2 separate regions of the Mus musculus genome follow, and region 1 is linked to region 2. A link is a contact called in public Micro-C data. All regions are on one chromosome and are shown on one strand. The core of a region is the stretch at or near the end of the contact, and the rest is flanking DNA. Distances in the headings are between cores, read along the strand shown. Region 1 has its middle 3.2 kb from the start of Gm41997. Region 2 has its middle 21 kb from the start of Gm41996.

Region 1 (3,229 bases), core at 243-2,742, 190 kb before region 2:
CCTTTTTTCTGTCGACTTTCATGGGCTCAGACCACTGGGATTATACCCTGCAGAGCTGTGTGATCTTGGGAAAATTGTCTTAACTCTTGTGACTCAAATTCCTTGCTGATAAAATAAGAAATTTCTCTGTGTCCTCTTACTCCACCACTTAAGTACACATGTTTAAGCTAGTGATTCCAAACCAAACAAATGATAGCTTTCAGCCTGCTCCAGCACATATCCTCAAACAGCTGAGTCAGAGTGCATCAAGACAAGCAATTAGATTAGATCTTTCGTCAAGAACGTTTTTAAAGTCCAAGTTGTCTTCCTCTTAGGTACAGCCTTACAATTTTCCCAAGCAAGGACCTAAATGCAAATGGCAAAGACTTCGGGAATCTTCCTAAGATTTCTTCCAAAGATTTAGGAATCAGACCTAAACAATCAGCTATGGGATGTGGAAGAGCATCAGAGGTATCAGGGGTTTATCAGTACCCAGCCTGATAGGTTTCCTACAGGACCTGGGAGCAAGACGGGAGCTACTGCTTCCTGGTGATTTCTATTCACATTCACACATCTGCACACATAAGCCACTTTAAACAACAGGCTGTGGGGTCCTTACACAAAGACAAGGCCACCGGCTGTCAGGGCACTACACTGAATTGGGGACACAAACCCCATTTTCCTATGTAAATTGGCCTGGGTGCTCTTAAGACCCCCAACAAAAGGGGTCAGTCCTATAAAATAGGGCCATCTGGCCGGCCCCAGTGACACCTCCAAGGGTGGGCGTGAGAGAGTGGTCTTCAAGGGACCAGGAAGGTAGGTTGCACTGGAGAGTGCAGCTGTCACCTTGGTCCCAGGGTCCCGCCCGCCCGCAGAGGCTGGAGGCGATCAGATTATAGGTGGTCTTAAGCCCCAGGGCCTGGGGCGCCTGAAGGTCTCATGGAAGCCTCACACAGTTGGGCAGGGCGGGGCACGCTTTGTTCCTGGACCCCCGAAAGGGTGCGGCGCCTCAGAGTTGGCTAGAGTCACTGCTCTGTTCCTGGGGCCTCAGGGCAGCTAGCGCCAGGCCAGCAGCCTTGGGCGACTCCATAGCAACAGCGTGGGAGAGCCACAAAACCAGAGCTGGAGGGGAGAAGGCCGGAGGGAAACAGGAGAGGGGGCACGAAGCAGGGAGAGGGGACTAGAAAGGATAGTTTGCTGCAGGAGAGAGAGGGGGAAGGGGTTCGGTGACCGGTGGGAGTTAGCAATGAAGAAAGATAGGGTGAAGTAAATAAGGGACCGGCACTGGGAAAGAAGGAAGGGGAGTAGAGGAAAAACAAAAGATGAAGGAGCAGTCAGAGAGTTGGGAAGGAGTGAAGGGGAGAGAGAGGTAGATCAGCGGGGGAGAGGTGGGGAACGTGGAGACGGGGCGTGGGGTGGGGTGGGAAGAGGGGAGCGGAGTCCGCATAGGAGCTGGGAGGGAGGGTGGCTGGAGAGAGGAACAGGGCGCAGTCAGGGCGGTTCTGCACTGGATCCCTGGCCGCAGCTGCTGTCCGCGGAGAGGGGAGGAGCAGGCAACGGCGCGGTGACGCCAGGGACCCTAGTGGGCTCAAGGCGCCAGGGGGCAAGCCCAGGTTCCTTCCACCACCACCTCCCCCGGGGACAGAGTCTCTGTGCAGCTGCACACGCGCTTCCAGACCCAGGGATCCCCAGACTCATGCAGAGCAATCTCCCTAGGATGAGGACACCCGGTTACCGCCCACAGCAGGCAGAGCGGAGAGGGTGGGCGCTCCCCATCCGGAGGGCCCAGGTCGTTTCCCCGAAATATTTATTTCACCAGAGAATATTTTTCCATTACAAAACTATTAAGCGATGTGGGCTTTTGTTTATGAGTTTATCTCCTACCCCATTCCCCCCAAACATGGGACCTGGTATAGAGAACATATTACTAATGTTAACCTTGGAGTCAGAAAAACGGTTTTCTAATTTTCAGCGTAAATTTTTTAGAAAAAGCCAGTCCTAGAGGTGTCATCGTTTTTAAGTCTGACCTGCTAAGCGCTAGTTTACACACACAGTCCTAAATTAGCGAGACGGGACTGACCCTGCTTTAAGTTTTCTACGAAAACGGACCACGATTACACTCTGACAGCATTTTTGCGCTTACATGCACGGTGGTACTGTATGTGTGATTGTGTGTGGTGGGAGGGGGAGGGAGCAAACAAACTAATTTCGGACACACCGGTATTTCAAAAGAAATCTCACAGATAAGTGCTGTGTGTTTTATTTTAAAACCATCATAAGACATAAAGGAAAAACAAATAAACTTCTGGACGTTCTCAGCTAACATGGCCTATGGGAAAATGAAAATAAACCTAATTGAAAAAACAGCGCTAGCCATAAATAGGATTTGCTTTCAAGCAGAGAACGTGGTTGGAAAAAAAACCAAACCAAAACAAAAAAGCAAACCACCAATCAAATCCGTGCCCTAAAGAACAGGTTCTGTGGATGCAGCCAAGACTTTCGCTTTGCTGTTTGTTCTGAAAATGCAGAAACACAACTCTGGTTTTCAGGTATTACCCCAAAGAGCTTTAGTTTCTCCTGCCAAGTTAGTCACCTACCCCAAGCCGCAGGCAAGCTCCTGTGTGGGTTTGTGGTAGCCCATCTAGTTTCAACATTGTTTTTGACCGAAAAGAAAAGATGAAACACGTAAACGAACTTACAATTCTATTTACAGAACTCTAAACTGCATGTGGGACTCGCAGGCTGAGTCCCAAAGAGTGGATGTGTGACATTTTCTGACAAAAGCCATCTTAAGTAATTTGTGGGCATCAGTTTACAATCCTTTACATTTAGAAGGCAGAAATTGATATTATCCCATTTTGTAAATGAGAAAATTGAAGTTTACAGAGGGTTCAAAGAAAGCCTGTCCAGGTTCACAGATCCACGCAGCACCAAATGGCAGAGGCAGGACAGACCTGACAGAGACCTTTCTGTCACTGGCCAGCCCTGCTGGGCTCCTTGACTACCACTGTGAAGAAAGAAAGAAATGGGGCTTTCTTTGCATTTAGAGGGACACCACATGAAGCCCCAATGGACATACCTACAAGGTAATCGGGTTTCTCCATTCTGCCCAGTTGCTAGATTGGATTAGAAAGACACTGACATCCAGTGAGCTGCGGAGGTGACTCCGTGGGTAAAGGCACCTGCTGTGGGAGAGACCACCTTCTCCAAACTTGTTTTCTGACCCTCTCCCTGCCCATTCACATACACC
Region 2 (3,279 bases), core at 341-2,840:
ATCACTGAGCTATATCCCAGCCCCAGGTGAGTCACTTCTCAACGGGGATCAGTTCTAGATCGAAAAACTTATCTAAACTATACCATATTAACATTGTGTCTCTCAAGAGTGATTTGCAGTCTGTAGAGTGCACTCAACTATGCGTTTTTGAATGTCCCTGCTTTCAGGAGAGCACTCTGCTAGAAAGGTTCTAACTGCCCCAAGACCTTGACAGTGCAAACGCAGTGTTAAAGCGGATTGCATTCTGTCTGCACCCATGACACTTGTAAACCATACTATGATTATGCTGAAGAAATGCACTACAAACCCCACAGAAGCCTCGCACTGCTGGACAGACAGGTCTCAATCCATGCCAAATCAGAAAATCACGGGACAGCTTCTCTGAAATCTCGCTTGAGAAAAGGTCCATTGTAAAATCTCCAAAGGTCCTGAAAGGCTTTGAGGAGCCAGGAGAAGCAGTGTTCCCACCCATTGGGAGGCCCCCAGTGGCAGCAACTGTGGAGAGGTTAGGAGAATTCTGTGAGCTAGGGGCTTCCCAGGGCGACCACCCCCAGCTCCTCTTTCCTTTTCACAAAACAGAAGTGGGGATTTCGTCTTTGCTGAACAGCCTTTAGGACTTTCCCAGCCTCCCAAGGAGAAGATGCAAAGTGGGGGTCCCCACTTTTAAGGACCCCTGAAGCTCCCCTAGGACTTGACCCTGGTGAAGTGTTTGTAAAGATGCTGCCCCATCTGCATTTCACCCATTAAGCCATCCTGACTAAAGTTAGGGCGTGGTACTACACTAGGCAGCTTCAGAACCTTCTAGATGACATTTAAACAGTTCCGATGGAGAACAACAGCTTCAGGCTGTATATCGATAAGCGCAGGCCTGTGCACTGTGCTTAAAATGGTTGGGAGGGGTTTGGGGTGGGCATGAAGGCCGGAGCTCGGGACCCTTTCACCCTCCTGTACTGTACCTGGCCTTCAGTACTGCCTCCCGCATCCCTTTCCACACCACCACCTCTTACTTTCTGTTTCACTTTTCTTCTTTCCACCTCTTCTGCAGCAGAGAGCAGATTACAGGAAGTAGGAGACAATCGAGTTAAACTAGGTAACTGAACTGTGAGCAGAGCTCAGAGGTGGAGCGCTGGCTTAGAGCCTGTGAGGCCCTGGGTTTGATCTCAGCTCAGAGAAGTGACAGCCTTTTCCAGGGCATAACCCACTATACTCCAGAACAAGCCAGTAGAAGTAGGCTTTACCTCACCAAGGGCAACATGGATTGGCACAGACCCTTTACGTGCCGTGCCCATGCTTAGAAACTATGAGATCTGTTGAAATGGGAGAGGGAGAAATAGAAAGACTTGCTTGTTGACACCCAGAGATATCCATGTCCCTGTGTCATCGGAAAGTGGAATTCTTCTTTTATGCCAAGTACCGGTTGTCCTGTCTCTGGGGGAAAAAATGTCATACCCTGGGCAAGCATGGAGAGAGAGAAAAAAAGTAATTCAGGAGCAGGCAGGCATCCAAGCATCCGACTGAGTATACAGCAGGAGCCGATCTGTGTGAGCTGTGTGTGGTTAAATCAGTCAGGCCTGAGTGAGTCATCTGATACTCTCAGGATGTCTCAGCAGAGAAGCCGCACCAAGCAATGCAGCTTAGGGATCAGACAGCAAAAGTCCCTTTATCATTGAAACCTCCTGACCTCAAAGTCAGTCTTCTGTGTTTACATTCTTTGGGGAAGTCACCTCAGAAGACATAAAGAGGCTTTTGAGCTTGTAGCTTAGCAATTTTCACAAGGATCCAGAACCACCTTTTTCAGTGGCCAATTTAAATGTCTTATTAAACCAGCCTTTGAGCCCAGATCACTTATTAAATATTTGACCCAGGAATCTAAGCCTGAAAAACTAACAACATTAAAAATGACATACAAATAATATGGGAGATGCAGGTATGTTGCTATCTAGGCTGAGAGCATCTAAGCTATAAATTTCAAAACCTTCTTGACTGAAAAAGGAGAGTGCCAGGTAAGTCCATTTGTCCTGAGTCCCACGGTGGGACCAGACCGTGGTTGGCATGGCCCAGAATGAGAAGAGTCCAGGCAAGCAGGAGCTGCAAACTCACCAAACTCTTCTACACTTGACCGTTTGAAACAGAAACAGCAGCAACCAGAAGACCATTTTTTAAAGATGGTCTTTTTGTGGTAAAAATAATTTGAGGTAATGCTCTTCTTAGAAGTTTGGAAGGAATCTGTTGACACATAGCTCCAACAAACTATAAACACCCCCAACCTTTTGTTAGGAATGTATACCGCCAGCAGTAAAGCATGGGGCTTATTGAGATATGAGGAATGCTCCTATAACAGCAAGGAGTACCCACAGGGATGCTTCCAGCATCTGACTAGGGCTCGCATGTGCTGCTGGCTAGGCGTGACAATGGCATCGAGGGTGAAGGTCTTCTGTGTGCGCAGGTCTAGCTCAGGGACAGTATGTTCACTAGTTCACTGATGAGCCTGAGAACAGGCAGAGAGCTGCTGTGATGGGTCAATCAGGGCCTTTTGTGTGCGCCTTTGTTCTCTCTCTCACCAGTGTCTCTCTCACCAGTGTCTCTCTCACCAGCATGTTTATCACCAGTGTTTCTATCACCAGTGTTTCTATCACCAGTGTTTCTATCACTAGTGTGTGCATTTCTATCACCAGTGTGTTTATCATATGGTCTCATAGGAAACTCACCAGCAAAGGTGGGCATGGTAGCTCACACCTAAAATCCCAGTACCGAGAAGTTTGAGGCTGGCTTTAGCTACATATGAGATCTTGTCTAAGAACCAAAATGAGGAAGGGAGAGAGGGAAAGAGGGGGAGGGGAGGGAGAGAGTGGGGAGGGATGAGAGAGGGGGAGTGAGGAGGAGGGGAAGGGAGAGGAGGGGGGGGAGAGGGGGGAGAGGGCTTGCTTCACCTCCCACTGCTGGGCTGGCAGGAGAGTGCCAGCATCCCGGATGAGTCAGTTGGTTTTATTCCAATGCTCTCCAGCACCTTGTACTACTTTATAACTTTGTGAAAGTGAATGGAGACAAATTAAATAAACAAATATGCAGTGCTTTATAAGAGAATAAATATCTTTATAAGTGTGTGAAAGCCACAGTTTCTTAGGAGTTTGAATAATAAGAGAGAAAAACCCCATTGATTTGGACTTTCTCAAGGCATTTTAAATGTGTGCTCTTCAGGACACTAAGAAAACCAAAAGCAATTTAGGAACTGAAGAACATACTTAGAGTGCAATCATCTATTGAAGGACGTGTGTTAAC

What was found. A called contact is a pair of places that touch in the nucleus more often than the background predicts.
Region 1: a contact with region 2 is called in a Micro-C map of muscle stem cells, with 2.3 times the contacts expected there. The contact joins two enhancer-like sites. A contact is called at or near these places in 2 of 484 Hi-C or Micro-C datasets (muscle stem cells and nephron progenitors) and 4 of 115 datasets of contacts at active chromatin or transcription factors (CD8 T cells, bone marrow-derived macrophages and embryonic stem cells).

The regions. Positions count from the first base shown.
Region 1 is chr3:9,345,399-9,348,627 of GRCm38.p6, reverse strand. No RefSeq gene overlaps it. Among named protein-coding and RNA genes, the nearest start is that of Gm41997, 3.2 kb to the right of the region's middle. RefSeq lists an enhancer at 334-1,873. Within about 2 kb of position 1,492, at least 126 of the 459 cell types and tissues checked have an H3K27ac peak or open chromatin away from gene starts, as enhancers often do. A contact at or near this core is called in muscle stem cells, where this site is marked.
Region 2 is chr3:9,152,147-9,155,425 of GRCm38.p6, reverse strand. No RefSeq gene overlaps it. Among named protein-coding and RNA genes, the nearest start is that of Gm41996, 21 kb to the left of the region's middle. Within about 2 kb of position 1,590, at least 158 of the 459 cell types and tissues checked have an H3K27ac peak or open chromatin away from gene starts, as enhancers often do. A contact at or near this core is called in muscle stem cells, where this site is marked.